Linked DNA regions of Sus scrofa: region 1 is linked to region 2. The links are chromatin contacts, called in public HiChIP or PLAC-seq maps. All regions are on one chromosome and are shown on one strand. The core of a region is the stretch at or near the end of the contact, and the rest is flanking DNA. Distances in the headings are between cores, read along the strand shown. Region 1 holds the start of CLEC16A (protein CLEC16A). Region 2 holds the start of SNX29 (sorting nexin-29).

Region 1 (6,786 bases), core at 3,517-6,016, 1.0 Mb after region 2:
CAATGCTGGATCCTTAATGTCCTGAGCAAGGCCAGGACTAAACCTGAATCCTCATGGATACTAGTCAGGTTGGTTACCGCTGAGCCACAAAGGGAACTCCAGGAAGAAATTTAGACTTGACATAAAGGGTGCCTCAGATGCACCACAAGTGCTATGATGACCATGACATTCTAAGAAAATGAACCTGGCAATATCGTACCCCAAGCTCTAAAAATAAAATAGCACTATCTTAGGCAAAAGCTGAATATACCAAGAGAAGGGGAACTGCTGGGTATACTTTCCTCTTCTCCCTGACTTTCCTTCATGGAACCACCCCTTTCTCTCGCTCTATGCCCACTAGCTTGGAAGGAGCTCATGCCTCTCCAGCTCCAGGGAAGGGCCAGTCAGAGCACTCTGTCAGTCCCTTGCCACAGCGACTAGCTCAGGGCAGGGCAGGAGACCCCAGGCTGATTCAACGACACTCACTTTTGGACTTCTGCACCAATATTAGGGAAAGAAGCTCTTTTTCCCAGTGGTGGCTAAGCTGATGAGATGTGCGCCTGGAGCCTGCTGAGAATGACACCAACCCAGAAGAAAGCAGAGACAAGAACCAGGAAGAGCAGTCAGTGATGGCTCGTCCGAACACCCAGACCCGTGGCTCTGCTGGGACAGACTTCAGCGGCAAGAGCCAATCTATCCCATGTGGGGCTTTAAGGCAATTCCAGCTGGGTGTATGTCATGGGCAGCCAAGAATCTTGCGACCCACACAAAGGTGATCAGAATTAGGGCAAGAGGCATTCACGTTGTAGCTCAGGGGAAACAAATCTGACTAGCATCCATGAGGATGCGGATTTGACCCCTGGCCTCGCTCAGTGGGTTAAGGATCCGGCACTGCCATGAGGTTACAAACACGGCTAAAATCACGAGTTGCTTGGCTGTGGCATGGGCCGGCAGCCACAGCTCCAATGCGACCCTAGCCTGGCAACCTCCATATGCCGTGGGTGCGACCCTAAAAAGGCAAAAAATTTAAAGAAAAAAAATTTTTTTCAAGAGGAAAAAGGTTCCCAGATGTTTTTGTGCCCCCTCCCAAAACGGTCGATTCTAAATTCATTTAGGGAGTTCCCATGGTCCTCATCAGTTAACGAACCCAACTAGCATCCATGAGGATGAGGGTTTGATCCCCTGCCTCGCTCAGTGGGTTAAGGATCCCAAGTTGCCGTGAGCTATGGTCTAGATCACAGACTCGGCTCGGATCCTGCATTGCTGTGGCTGTGGTGTAGGCCAGCGGCTACAGCTCTGATTGGACCTAGCCTGAGAACCTCCATATGCTGTAGGTGTAGCCCTAAAAAAAAATAAAAAAGATAAATTCGTTTAACTATCTTAATCTCTTCTCTCTAGTCGCACTTAGGGCAAGAATGCATTAGGAATTGTCACTTGTCACTGGGTAATTAATTTGTACAGGTTGCCCAGGACTTTCCCAGTTTTAGCACTGAAAGTCCCGTCCCATGTCCTGGGAAACCCCTCAGTCCCAGGCACCGTGCACATCAGAGGAAGCCCAAGCCCTGTTCCACCTCCAGTCCTGTTTCCCACAACTACCAGCCCCACCTCGACATTCCTCAAACCCCAGGGTCGCCTTCTCACATGCTGCACTCCACACGGTGGCCCCTGCTTGCCCTTGACAACTCTGCTCTGGTGCTGCCTCTCCGAGAGCTTCCGAGAGGGGTTTGCGCAGAACCATGAACCTAGAGGGATCCCAGCACTTGTCACACTGCAGAGTCACTAGCTCTATGGCTGTCGCCCCCGCCAGCCTGTGAGCTCCCTCAGGGAATGGGCTGTTCTGTACTCAAGGCCCAGGACATCTCCCATCAGAGCCACGCGCGGAGTGGGCACTAGTTGTTTATGGTGGGTGCTCCTTCCCATCACTTTGGAATCTGCTAAGCCCCACAGCAAAACACCCATCACCAGGTTCTTCAGCCTGTAATATGGATTAAGCTGATCTGCCTGATCCAGGGCAGGCAGCTCCGGTTTCCAAAAAGCACCTAATAGCCCTGTGACCTAAACAATGAACCTGGGCAGTTTCTGACACTTCAAAGGAACCTGAGAACCTGGACCATTCCCTCCCTGGTTGGTTGGACAGCAAAGATGCCCCATTAGGCAAAATAACTCAGTCACGCTGAATGTCTTCCCAAACTCACTTTTTGAAAGTTTTATTTAAAAAAACCCAAAAAAAAACAAAAAACAAAAACCAGTGTAATGATGCAAACACTGAAGTTAAATCCTGGCTCTGACATTTTAGCTCTTACCACCTTGGGCAAGTGATTTAACCTCTTTGGATTTTAGTTTCTACTCTATCAAATGGTAACAATAATCCTTCCTATACCTCATGGGACTTGTGAGGACTGAAGGAAATAAGACACAGGAAGCCCTTAACAAGCACCTGGCACCGAAAATGCATTCAATAATTACTAAAGGGCTAGAGTCAGGCAGAGTTAGTGAGAGACTGCAGGTACCTGGATGCTGGCAAGAGGCCTGGCCTCCTTAGATAACCATCCTCCCCTCTCCGCCTCATCCACCCACTCTCTAAATTCCTGAGTCCTCAAGCCTCTCCCTTTGCCGTCCAGCTGCCCTCCCATTTAAGACTCCTGCTTCTCTACACACACCCTCCTGAACCTAGGCCTCTCTCCTCTCCCTGTCCCCTCTCATTGCCACCTCCCCAAACCATTCCTCACTACATAACAATCCCTCCTGCCCCCCACTCTTTGAGACCCACAAACATTAAATGCCTGCTGCATGCTAGAAAGGATACAGCTTGGAATTATAGCACCCCTGCTCCCTGCCAAATGAGAAGCCCCTACCTAACTTGCCTCCCACCAATTCTTTCCGGAGGCCCCTGTCTTCCTCCTACTGCTCCCTGTCTCCCACCTCCTCCACCCGTTTTCTATTAATAATCTTGGGTGCTCCTTCTGGAAACCAACCAATTGATTACCACAAAAGGTTGACTATCCCCCCCACCCCCACTATATCTTCCTCCCCAAAGCCGTTCCCTCCTCAAAGGTCTCAACTTCCGGCAACACACACACACACACACACACACCCTGAGCTCTGGGCTCTGCCTGCATACTCTACACCTCTCCCCGATTCATTCATTTTCTTCATTCTTTTCTCTTTCTTTTTTCCTTTTTTTCTTTTTCAGCCACACCTGCAGCATGTAGAATCTCCAGGGCCAGGGACTGAATCCGAGCTGCAGTTGTGACCTCCACCACAGCGGCGGAAACACCGGGTCCTTAGTTCACTGTGCCACAGCAGAACTCCCATGTTTTTCATTCTTTAAGTATCCACTGAGCTCCTACTGTGTGCCAGGCACAGAGCTAGATGCTGGGAATACAGGCGTAAGCAAAACAAGTTCTCTGGCCTCCTGGAGGTACCAGGTTAGGAGAAAACAGAAAAGTAGTAAAAAAAAAAAAAAAACAAATAACAACAACAACAACAACAGGGTAACTGCAGATAGTGGAGATGAATCAAACGAATGAAATCAAGAGAAAGCTCTAACAGAAAGGAATTGGGGTAAGGGAAGCAGTTTAGGTAGGGTGGTCTGAGAAGCCCTTGCCCAGCTAATAAACACAGCTACCATTATTGGCCACCTACTGAATAACAGACAGCGGATCGATCTATTTCCACGAACAGCATTACTGAATCCTTGCGCAATGTTCGTCACCCCCATTTGCACATGAGGAATCAGAGGCTCAGAGAGGTGAAGCAATTTGTCCAAGGTCACACAGCCATTAAATGGTGGAATCAGGATTTGAATGCAGATCTGACTGCAAAGCCACTCTGTACTTCTTTCTGCTTCCCAGGACCACCTCTGCCACCTGTCCTCACCCAAAGCTCTACTCTGACAGTCCCTCTTTAGACTCTCCTAAGAAACTAATTTAAAAAAAAAAATACTGTCCTTTATCAAGCACTTGGACAAGCTTCCAATTTTTTGTACATTCTCTTATTCTACCCACAAAAGAATGGTAGGAAGCAGGGGCTGTCACTATATCCATTTTACCACTGAGGAAACAGAAGCCTAAATTCACACACTTAAATTCGAACCCACATGTCTCTGACTCCAGGATCCAAACCTCCGACCCCCAAGCTGTCCAGCCTAAGAAGTACCACCCCGGGGAAGCTTGGTGCCCATTGTCCGACCCGGGCAAGAACGAAATCTGCATCCGTAAACTGAAATCTCATCCCCTTACTCTACTGATGCAAAAACCGAGACTCTGAGAAACCAAGCGACTTGCCCAAGGTCACACAGAGAGGAGCTACGGGGTCAGGGTTCAAACACAGGCGCCCTGAGCGCAGAGCCCTTAGCTCTTAACTACCACACAGCTTTTCTCGGGCGCCTCTCTCAGCCCTCCGCCTCCGCTCTCACACTTCCCAGCGCCCCCGGCCCAGGGCTATGCGCCCCCAACCCCACGTCCAGCCCCGCGGCCTCCCCCCTCTGCCCCAATACACTCACTTGAGGTGGTCCAAGGAGTGGATATTGCGGGAAGACTTGCCATGGCCCCCGCCCACCCAGCTCCGCGAGCGGCCAAACATGTCGGCGGCCCTGGCCCGTTGCTTGCTTCACGGTCTCATGCCCGAGCGGCTGAGCGGCTGGACGCCTGCTGCGGCGGCAGAAACGGAGGAGGTAACGAAGGGGGTGGCGGGGACACCACCAACCACCTTCCTATCCGGCCCACAGCCCCGCACTGACATTCAGCCGGAACCGGCCGTTCGACCGCCGCGCTTTACGGCCGCCGCCACGAGGAGAGCTGGGAAATGCAGTTCACCCTCGACGCCCCTGCTGCCAGGACTCTACGTACGAACTACAAGGCCCAGCGTGCATCACGCAACTGCGGGCCAGCGGCCTCGGAAAAGAGGCGGAGCGAGACGGGGGTAGTCCGCAGTATTGCTTGGATGGGCGGGAACGGGAAAGCTATGGGCGAAGCCCTAAGAAATGAGTCCGTGAAGATGCGTGAATAAAAGTTACCACAATATTAATAATTATTAGCTTTATGATAAGAATAAGAATACCTGTTGCTTGGCGTACTATGTGCCACTGCCCTAAGCGGCTTACATATATTGTCATTTAATTCTCTTAAAAACCCTCTGAGGTGAGTACTATTATCTCTGTTTTTAGCAGAAGGAAACTGAATCACAGAAGGGTTGACTTGTCCAAGGTCATAACAGTTATTAAGGGGCAGAACCAGGGTTCAAACCCAGGCACCCTGGTTTTTATCCCCCATGAACAAAACTGCACCAAATTGGTAACAGTCTGAATTATCCTCACAACTTTTCTTTTTCTACTAAAATTAAAAAATAAATATTGAAAGGCCTTCAAGCAACAATGTACCAAAATTGAACGTCCTGTACTTTCAGAGTTCTCTGGTCTTCACCCAAAATCCATACCATTTCCAAAACAACCACGTTTTTAAAAATAAGGAAATACCCAGCTTCCTACACCAGCCAAGATGTATCTACATTTCTCTTCTGGATTAGGAGGGAGAAATTTTGTGGAGGCAATTTTTTTCCTATGTATTCATTTCTACACCTCATAGTTATCAAAGGTCTACTGTGTCGCTTAGGACAGAATTGGACTAAGAAGCCAATGTTCTCCCCAATGCCTAGCACAAAGTTTGGCACATAATAGGTGTTCAACAAGTGTTGGCAGAGTGAATAAATGAATGACAGTTTGTTTCATTTTCACCAGTTGGAGGATTAATGGTTTGCTCTGCAGTTCACCTAAAGGAGCAAGAGACAGTCATGGAGAAAATAGGGCAGGTTCTGTCCTCCAAACACCCACAGGCCCAGAAGCTTCCAGAGTCCTTCTGTTTCTCAGTTTTCTCGTCTGTAGAAAGGGATGACATACTACACTTCCCCATCTGGCTGCAATTAAGCAATGCATGTAAAGCACCCAGCTCAGTGTGGCCTGCTTAACTGCTTTGGAGGGTGCTTTGGGCAAGATCAGTTGCTTGGTGGATGTACAGGTGTTGCCCCTGAGGAGGGGAATCAGAGGGAAATTACTTTTCTGTGTATTTCTTGGTTAAAACCACGTGCATTATTACTGCTTTAAAACAAGTTTCTCAAAGTAAAAACAAGAAGCAATTCTCCTGCTGCAGACCTGACCTGCCTTATTACGCAGATTCCCCCCACTCCCATCCCGCCCCGTACCGCGGGGCTGGACCTTCCAGCAGCCAGAATTTGGAGAGATGAAGGGGACTGGTCGATCTTCCCCACCGAGGACAATTTGCCACTTCAGGGAAATCCAAAATTTTCACTGGTAAGGTCCACCGCCCCGACCCTGCCTCTTTTTTCAACTGGTAAATTGACTCCCAAAAAGGCTTGGCGCCAATACTCAAATCCAGCAGGTGCTAATGAAACCAAGGTTTCCCTCAGTTTTGGTAGCCTTAGGATACGTCTAGGTTTGAAATGTGTTCTAACTCTTTCCCTTCCCCCTACTCCGTCGCGGATTCACTGAGAAAATTGTATTCCAGATCTGCTCTGAGTCCGGAACTAGGAAAGAAACTCAGCAGCCAGCACCTCGAGGGGCGGAGCGCGGAGGTACCCGCCCATCTGACGGCTCGGGCCAATCAGTGTTGGCTTTGAGGTTACCAATCAGCGCAGGCTGGGGCGGCGGGCCAATCAGCGCGGGGCTGCTCCGGAGGCGGTGCTCGGAATGCGACCAGGAGAGCGACGCGGCGGCCGCAGCTATGGGCGCTGGGCCTTCGGGGGCGCGGAGAGGGCTCGAGGAACGGCTGGGCGCGGCTGAAGAGACCGCCG
Region 2 (7,861 bases), core at 53-2,552:
CCTTGACCTCCAGAAATGCCTGGATGCAAGTCCAGGGCAGCAAGGCTGCCTGCAGGGATTCTTTAAAGGCGACTCCACAGTGAGGGGAAAACAGGCAGAAGGAGGGTAGGCGGGTCCTCCTAAGTAAATCCAGATCCCAGTCAGGGCAGCTGGGAGGCTTCCCTGAGTCACTGCCATCTCCACATACAACACTCAGGAATGACTTAGCACCAAAACACCAACAGATCTCACGAGTGGAAAGGGCTGAGAACACACATCCAAGTGTAGGGACTAAACTTCAGAAACCCTGGGGACAGGTGGTCCACACGTACCTCCCAGGCTCCCACCCAAACCACCCCTATGTCCCTGGTGGGAGGGAGAGGGTTGGACTGGGAGGAGCAGAAGAATGGTCCCCAGATGGACTCAGCATTGGCCAAGAGGGAAAGAGCTGCAGGGCGGGACAAGGAAGACCTCAAATGAGCCAGGAAAAGCAATGGAAGGAGCTGGAGTATGAAAAAATAACCAAAATACAAAAGCAAGGACCAGAGAGGGAAAAGGAGAACCTGGAAACAACGAGTGACTGGATCGGCAAAGCACGGCAGGGAGAAGAGGAGAGGGAACACGAGGGACAGGAAGACAAAGAGGCAGGAGAACTCCGAATCCCCTGGGAACCGAGAGCTAGGGGGACAGGGGGTTCAGGGGGCAGCAAGCCAGGACTGAGAGGCCACTCTCTGCCTATGTGGGGGCTGGAACGACTGGGGACAGGGGCCTGGGTAGTGGCAATGACTGGGGAGCAGGGAGACTGGACACTGGAACTGGGGCTCAGTGGGTCTAGGAGTTAAGAGGGACTGAGACAAGGGAGGTCTGAGAACTGGGGTCTGGGAACTGGGCAAGGGGGTCGGAGGACCGGGAGGACTGGAAGGGACTGGGGATTTGGGGGACAGGTGTCCAGGAGCTGGCTGTACGTGGTGGGCAGGAGTCAAGGGACTAGCAGTGCCTGGACCTGCCCGGGACGCCAGAAAAGTGCAGGTGACCAGGGGCCAGGAACTGGGCGTACATGGGGTCCGGAAAGTGGGAGCGATGGGACGGGGTCCGCGAGCGAGCGGGACGCGGGGACTTGGGGGTCGGAGTGTGCAGCTGGAGCGCCGGGAGCCGGGGCGGCCAGGGCGGGTGACAGCGGCCAGGCCGCCACTCACCACTCATGGTTCCGCTCCCCGGACCGGTGCCCGCGGTGCCGCCGCAAGTGCCGCCGCCAGTGCCGCCACTGCCGCCGCAGCGCTCCAGACAGGCCAGGAGACAGCGCGCCCCGCCCCGTTCGCCGCCCCGCCCCGGAAGTGGAGCGCGGCCGCCGCGGCCCCGCCCCGCGACCCGGAACGTAAACACCGGCGCCCGCCCGCGGCGGCAGGGTCTGGGCGGTAAGGGCTGTGGAGGTAGCTGGGCTCTTCCGGGCAGATCGGAGACCTAGGCAGGGACGCCCCGCGATCCGGGGTGCGGCAGGGACCGGACGGGCGCCTCTCCGCCATCCTGGGCTTACTGTCTGTGGGGGAGCCAGACATTGAACACGGCCACGAGAAATGAGGCAACAGAGTTCCACTGAGAGCTAGGAGCGGAAAGGGGAGATTAAAAAGAAGGGATGGGCCAAAGCGTGGAGACGGGGAGATGAACAGTCCTAGAGGACCTCTCTATGGCGACCACTTGAGAGACCTGGATGGTAAGAAGGAGATGGCCTGGGAAGATCCGCAAGAAGCGTGTTCCAGAAGCAACCTCCTGCCTCAGGAAGTTGACTGGACTTAGAGGGTGAGTGAGAAAAGGGGCGTGCGAAGAGATTCAAGAGGTTGAGTGAAGGGCCTTGCAGGCCATGGAGAAGGGGTTGAACTTTTCTGTCCTAACTCTGAGGTGATAGGGGAATGGGAAATCATTGCAAGAATTTAAGCAAAGGAGTGACACAAGCTGAATTAGGTTTTAAGACGATTCCTCTTCCTGAGCTGAAAATGAATAGTAGCGGGTCTGGGTGAAGGAGCAGGTGGTTAGGGGCCGTTGCAGCTGTCCTACAAGAGATACTAGTGCCTGGGGCTGGGGTGGTGGGGCAGTGGAGTGAACGTGGATGGGTGGAAGGATCGAGTTTGAACACATGTTCACAATAGTCTTAATAAACCCAGGTTCCTGCCCCATTTTACAGATAAGGGAAAGAAAATTCAGAAAGGTTAAAGGAGCATTTTTCCAACTTGTTTTGCACACAACCCAGAGTAAAAGAAAATGCATTTTACACCACAAGCCAGTACACAAATGCCCACACTTAAGATGTTTTAACATTTCTATAGGCAATGTAGTCTCTTCAATTTTTCTTTTTAACAGTGCTGACAGAGACAGTGGATCCACTTCTAAGTCTTGATCCACAAAACACTGACTTGAGGCCCCACTGGGAAATGAAGCCAAATTCCAGCCCAGTTCACAGCCTTATGGTCTTCCTACTACATTGTGTCTCAACTGGTAATCTCTGCCTCCTGAGAATTTACCTTTTGGACTCAGCAGAGGTCAATAGATTTTTGGCAAAGGATGCTCTGCAACATTATTTATGATAGAAAAAAAGTGAAAGTACCAAAGCCTGGTTACAGAAGAATAGCTTAGCAAATCATGGCCCACCTCACAAAGAATCTCTTGCAGTAGCTGGAAAGGCTGATTATAAAGATTATGGACTACTATGTAGCACAGAGAACTATATCCAATATCCTGTGATAAACCATAGAAAAATACGAAAAAAATGTAAACATATATACAGCTGAATCACTGCTGTGCAGAAGAAATTAACACATTGTAAATCATCTCTACTACAATAAAATAAATCTTTAAACAAAGATTATGGAAAGGCCAGTGATAATACAGTAAGTAAAAAAGGCCCCATGTGGAATTCCCATCATGGCGCAGTGGTAAATGAATCTGACTAGTAACCATTGAGGTTGCAGGTTCCATCCCTGGCCTCGCTCAGTGGGTTAAGGATCGAGTGTTGCTGTGAGCTGTGGTGTAGGCCGGCAGCTAAAGCTCCAATTTGACCCCTAGCCTGAGTACCTCCATATGCCACAGGTGCGGCCCTAAAAAGCAAAAAAAAAAAAAAAAAAAAAAAAAAAAGGCCCCATGCAAAATGGTCTATACACCACGATTACAGTTGTGTCAAAATACAGCCATGTGTAGGGACTCTGAGAGAATATAAAAATGAAACCAACTGTGTGGTTGGTGAGGTTGTTTTTCCCATTTTCAAAATCGTCCTTTACAATTGTTGCTAATTTGTTAATCTAAAGAGTCAGTGTTTCTGGGAGTTCCCGTCGTGGCGCAGTGGTTAACAAATCCGACTAGGAACCATGAGGTTGTGGGTTCGATCCCTGGCCTTGCTCAGTGGGTTAAGGATCCGGCGTTGCCATGAGCTGTGGTGTAGGTCGCAGACTTGGCTCGGATGCCACGTTGCTATGGCTCTGGCGTAGCCCGGCAGCTACAGCTCTGATGAGAACCCTAGCCTGGGAACCTCCATATGCCGCAGGAGCAGCCCAAGAAATGGCAAAAAGACAAAAAAAAAAAAGAGTCAGTGTTTCTGAATCCTCCCTCTCCCTGATTGCCCCCTAGAAAGCCTAGTTTAGGGTCTGTCTGCCTCTGTAACCTTTGGTGAGGCATCACACGCCTGCTTCATGGAGTTGTCACGAGGGTTTGTGTCACACCTTCTTGTAGTGCCCTGTACCGGTTCTTCATGGTACTTGAGACGAGTGAGTTCGGAGACTGTAGCATGTGCCTTACATTCTCTACCACCCACTCAAAGTATTGTAATTCCTTCTTCCTGAGATTGAGCCTGGTACTGGAGGACCAGGTCAGAAACCTAATGTCAGCAGCTATTCTGGGCTTTTGAAAAATAGAAACTCACTGAGTGTCTAAGGGGAGAAGGAAGGCGGCTTGTGAGAAGCTAGGAGCAATATTCCTAGGCCATATCATAGAAAAAGGGTGCACCTATCCTCGGAGACTAGACCTCAAAGGGAAGGACTAATAAATAATGTGATGGTGTTCTTCCCACCATGGCTCAGTGGAAAGGAATCTGACTAGAATCCAGGAGGATGCAGATTCGATCCCTGGCCTCGCTAAGTGGGTTAAGGGTCCAGCATTGCCCTGAGCTGTGTGTAAGTCACAGACGCGGCTGGGATCTCGCCTTGCTGTGGCTGTGGTATAGGCCAGCGACTATAGCTCTGATTTGACTCCTCATCTGGGAACCTCCATATGCCAAGGGTGTGGCCCTAAAAAGACCAAAAAAAAAAAAAAAAAAATTTGTGATGGCAATGTAACTAACACAAAGTACTTTTATGGGGAAAATATCTATTTATACAAATGTGTGTGTGTGTGTTTTCATTTAATCCTTAAAACAATATTATAAGTAGATACTGTTATTATGCCCATTTAATAGATGGGGAAACAGGCATTGAGTGGTTAAGTAACTTTCTCAAGTTTCCCAATGTCTACGACTTCCTAGTAACAGACCCAGGATTCAAACTCTAAGAGCCAGTGCCTTAATCACTATACTCTGTTGTCACCTATGGCCCTCAAGGGCCTGGAAGGGACCCCACCTGGGGTTCAGAGTTCCCACCAAGTTTCCACATATCCCTAACCTGACACAAAAGCCACAAAGCCCCAAGACCTTGAAGGTCTATGCTGTGATGCCAGTGGGCATCTTACCTATGATCAGAGGAAGCAGATTACCAGTCAAGAAAGGAAACCAAAAGAAAAAAAAAAAAAAAAAAGCAAATTACCAGCCCTTCCATAACAGCCCAGGACTTTTACACAACCCCAGGAAGGGAACCCTCCCCCAGTAATGACTAAAATTGGAGCCCAAAGAGATGGGAAACTCAGAAATGGAAATAAATTGATGTGAAAAGAAAAAAAGGAATAGAGCAGAATGTCTGGGTTTAAATCTGGTTCTGCCATTCGCTGGCCTTGATCTGACTCAGTTCTGTTATCATCTGTAGCACGGAGCTAATAACCGCCCCCCTAACTTGTGGTTTGTTGTATGTGGTAAATGACTGCATACAGATAAAGCATTTGGAACAATCCCTGGCTGTTAGGAAGCCAGATAAGTGCATTAGGTCATAATAATGACACTTAATACACCTTTATCACAATTTGCAACTACACATGTACTACTGATTATAATGATGCCTGATGCCTTCATTAAGCTGGAAGCTCACAAGGTCAGGAACCGGCCATGCACTGCACACAGAAAATGAGTGTGGCCGGCGACTTCCTGCTATAAGGCAGTCTGTTAACCATCCAGCTTATCTCTGTGAAACCTCCGGTTCCATCCCGGCCCCTGGGCAGTGGGTGAAGAAACTGGCATTGCCACAGCAGTGGCTCAGATTCGATCCCTGGCCAGGGAACTTCCATTTGCCATGAGGGTGGCTGAAAAAGAAAAAAAAAAAAAAAAAAGGAATTAGTGTGACTGACTCTAGGTTCTCCTCCATACAGAATGCGCGGAGGATAACCTCGCTTCCCTTTCCCACTAAAGAGAGAAAGCCAGTCTCTCCTGAAACGTGTGTCTGTGTGTGTAGAAGAGAAGTGATGTCGGCATAGAAATGGGTGACGATGGGATCTACGCATTGAGGTGCCTTTTTTTTTTCCAATGGTCAATTTAATCATGAAACCGACGAAGTTTCCACAGCTAAGTTCCCATCAATAAGGTGGAAGGAAACATAAAGGTTTTCCAGAATTAGAGGACCAAGATCTATACCACCCACCGAGGAGTCAGGCGTCCTAAAGAGACGACACATCATCCTTTCCTTCCAACAAAAGACTTTCCAAGTAGCTCTCTGCCATCGAAACGGTGCGTTAATCATCTGGTAGAAATTGATTTCTCCAATGCCAGGGCACTCTCGGCAGCTAGCAGGCTGCTGCAGTAGCCATTTGTTTTCGTGGTGACAAGGATGGTGGCGCCTTCCTCCATGGCTGGGAGTGGAAAGAAATGGTCGGAATCGACCTTTGGTTCGCTCTGGACACAGTCTTCACACGTACATTCCTCTACCGTGTACTCCAGGCCTCTCGAAAGCAGCGTTTCCGCACCCATCCGGCCCTCGCTGCCATTGCCCAGGTCAGCGCCAGCACCCTTCTGGGGAACCGATCCTGAGGACGCAGAAACGGCACTGTTAACCCGAACTCTTCAGGGCACCTGGTCGTGCCAGACTTCGCAGCGCACATGGGGGATCCGAGCAGCACCAGGCGGATCTCTCATGACTCAGTGAATGAGAGGGCCCCAGAGTCGTGCGTGAACGGACAGCCCATGGGCCACACTGGCTTCAAAGACATGCGTGGTTTAGGGCAATGCAGGGTTTTTTAAGTGTTTGCTCATCTGTTTTATGGTGACCCTCACTTAAAAAATCAAGAGATTACACATACAAATCTACAAATCTAAACAACTGGGCCCCCCTCTTTTTTTTGGTCTTTTTACAGCCGCACCCATAGCATATGGAAACTCCCAGGCTGGGGAGTCAAATCAGAGCTGCATCTGGCAGCCTACACCACAGCCACAGAGACTCTAGATCTGAGCCGTGTCCGGACCTATGCTGCAGCTCGTGGCAGCGCTGGATCCTTAACCCATTGAGGGAAACCAGAAATCAAACCCACATCCTTATGGATGCTAGTCGGATTCTTAACCCTTTGAGCCACAATGGGAACTCCACGGCCACTTGGAGTGGACATTCCTACATGGGAACAAATGGGAGTCAACGGCACCTGTCTACTCCAAGCAGGGCCCAGGCTCCCCTACTGCAGAAGCCTCCAGAAGCCCCACTACATTAGTTTTTCACCCCCTTGGCCCTTGGACATATGAAGGTACTGACCCCTTTAACACATACGAAAGACAAATTACCATATGCAGGCACACCAAAACCAGTCTCAGGTGATGCACTAGTGTGCAAAATAGGGAATTCCCGTTGTGGCTCAGTGGTAATAAACCATGAGGACGTGGGTTTGATCCCTGGCCTCGCTCAGTGGCTTAAGCATCCAGCGCTGCCTCGAGCTGTAGGCTGCAGCTATAGCTCCAATTCTGTCCCTAACCTGGGGACAGAATATGCCTCAGGTGTGGCCCTAAAAAGACCAAAAAAAACCCCAAAAAGAATTCAAAATAAAGATGCCTTTCTTACAGAGCATTTTGTGGCCAATTCCTTTTTTTTTAATGCAGCTCTCATGACCCCATGAGGCAGGAGTCCCCACTGGCTGCCCCTGAAGGCACGTTCTACTGTCTTCCCAACCTTCCACCGTGTCACGTCACTCCATCTTCCAAAACATCACACTTAAAGTCACCTACCTGTCTCTCAAACCCCAGGTAAAAAAAGACAAATGAGTAAGTGACATGGAACAGCCACCTCCCTCTCCTCACTGTATACTGAAACGAAAATGAGGTGGATGCTTTTCAGATTATGCATGGAAAATACATGCATAAAGAAATAGGGCAAAAAAAAAAAAAAAGGAAATGGAGCAGAGCTACAAAGTATTTGATAAACAAACCATGGGCAAAGGTACAGAAAAAAAAATTTTTTTAGGGCCGCACTCACAGCACATGGAAGTTCCCAGGCTAAGTGTTCCCACTGTCTATATGCCACAGCCACAGCAATGCCTTATCTAAGCTTAGCCTGCAACCTACACCACAGCTCAAGGCAATGCCAGATCCTTACCTACTGAGAGGGGCCAAGGATCAAACCCTGCATCCTCATGGATACTCGTCAGGTCCGTTATCACTGAGCCACAACAGGAACTCCAAAAAAAAAATTTTGGGGGGGGACCGTGCCCAAGGCACACAGAAGTTCCTGGGCCCAGGGTTGAACCCAAGGCGCGTTGCCATGACAAAGCCGAATCTTCAACC

What was found. HiChIP or PLAC-seq counts read pairs in DNA pulled down with a chosen protein or histone mark.
Region 1: an H3K27ac HiChIP or PLAC-seq map of alveolar macrophages shows a contact between it and region 2. The contact joins the promoter of CLEC16A here to the promoter of SNX29 in region 2. A contact is called at or near these places in 1 of 5 promoter capture datasets (fetal liver) and 1 of 2 datasets of contacts at active chromatin or transcription factors (alveolar macrophages).

Annotation. Positions count from the first base shown.
Region 1 is chr3:32,153,577-32,160,362 of Sscrofa11.1, forward strand. It overlaps CLEC16A (protein CLEC16A), which reads right to left and starts at 4,767. Exons shown (of 25, transcript XM_021086617.1): 1 at 4,484-4,767. The coding sequence starts at 4,563. It overlaps DEXI (dexamethasone-induced protein), which reads left to right and starts at 6,646. Exons shown (of 2, transcript XM_003124598.4): 1 at 6,646-6,786.
Region 2 is chr3:31,132,059-31,139,919 of Sscrofa11.1, forward strand. It overlaps SNX29 (sorting nexin-29), which reads right to left and starts at 1,303. Exons shown (of 20, transcript XM_021088060.1): 1 at 1,176-1,303. It overlaps LOC100739121 (a long non-coding RNA gene), which reads left to right and starts at 1,345. Exons shown (of 2, transcript XR_298185.3): 1 at 1,345-1,776; 2 at 5,473-7,483. TNFRSF17 (tumor necrosis factor receptor superfamily member 17) reads right to left here. Exons shown (of 3, transcript XM_021088062.1): 3 at 5,614-6,123. The coding sequence ends at 5,837.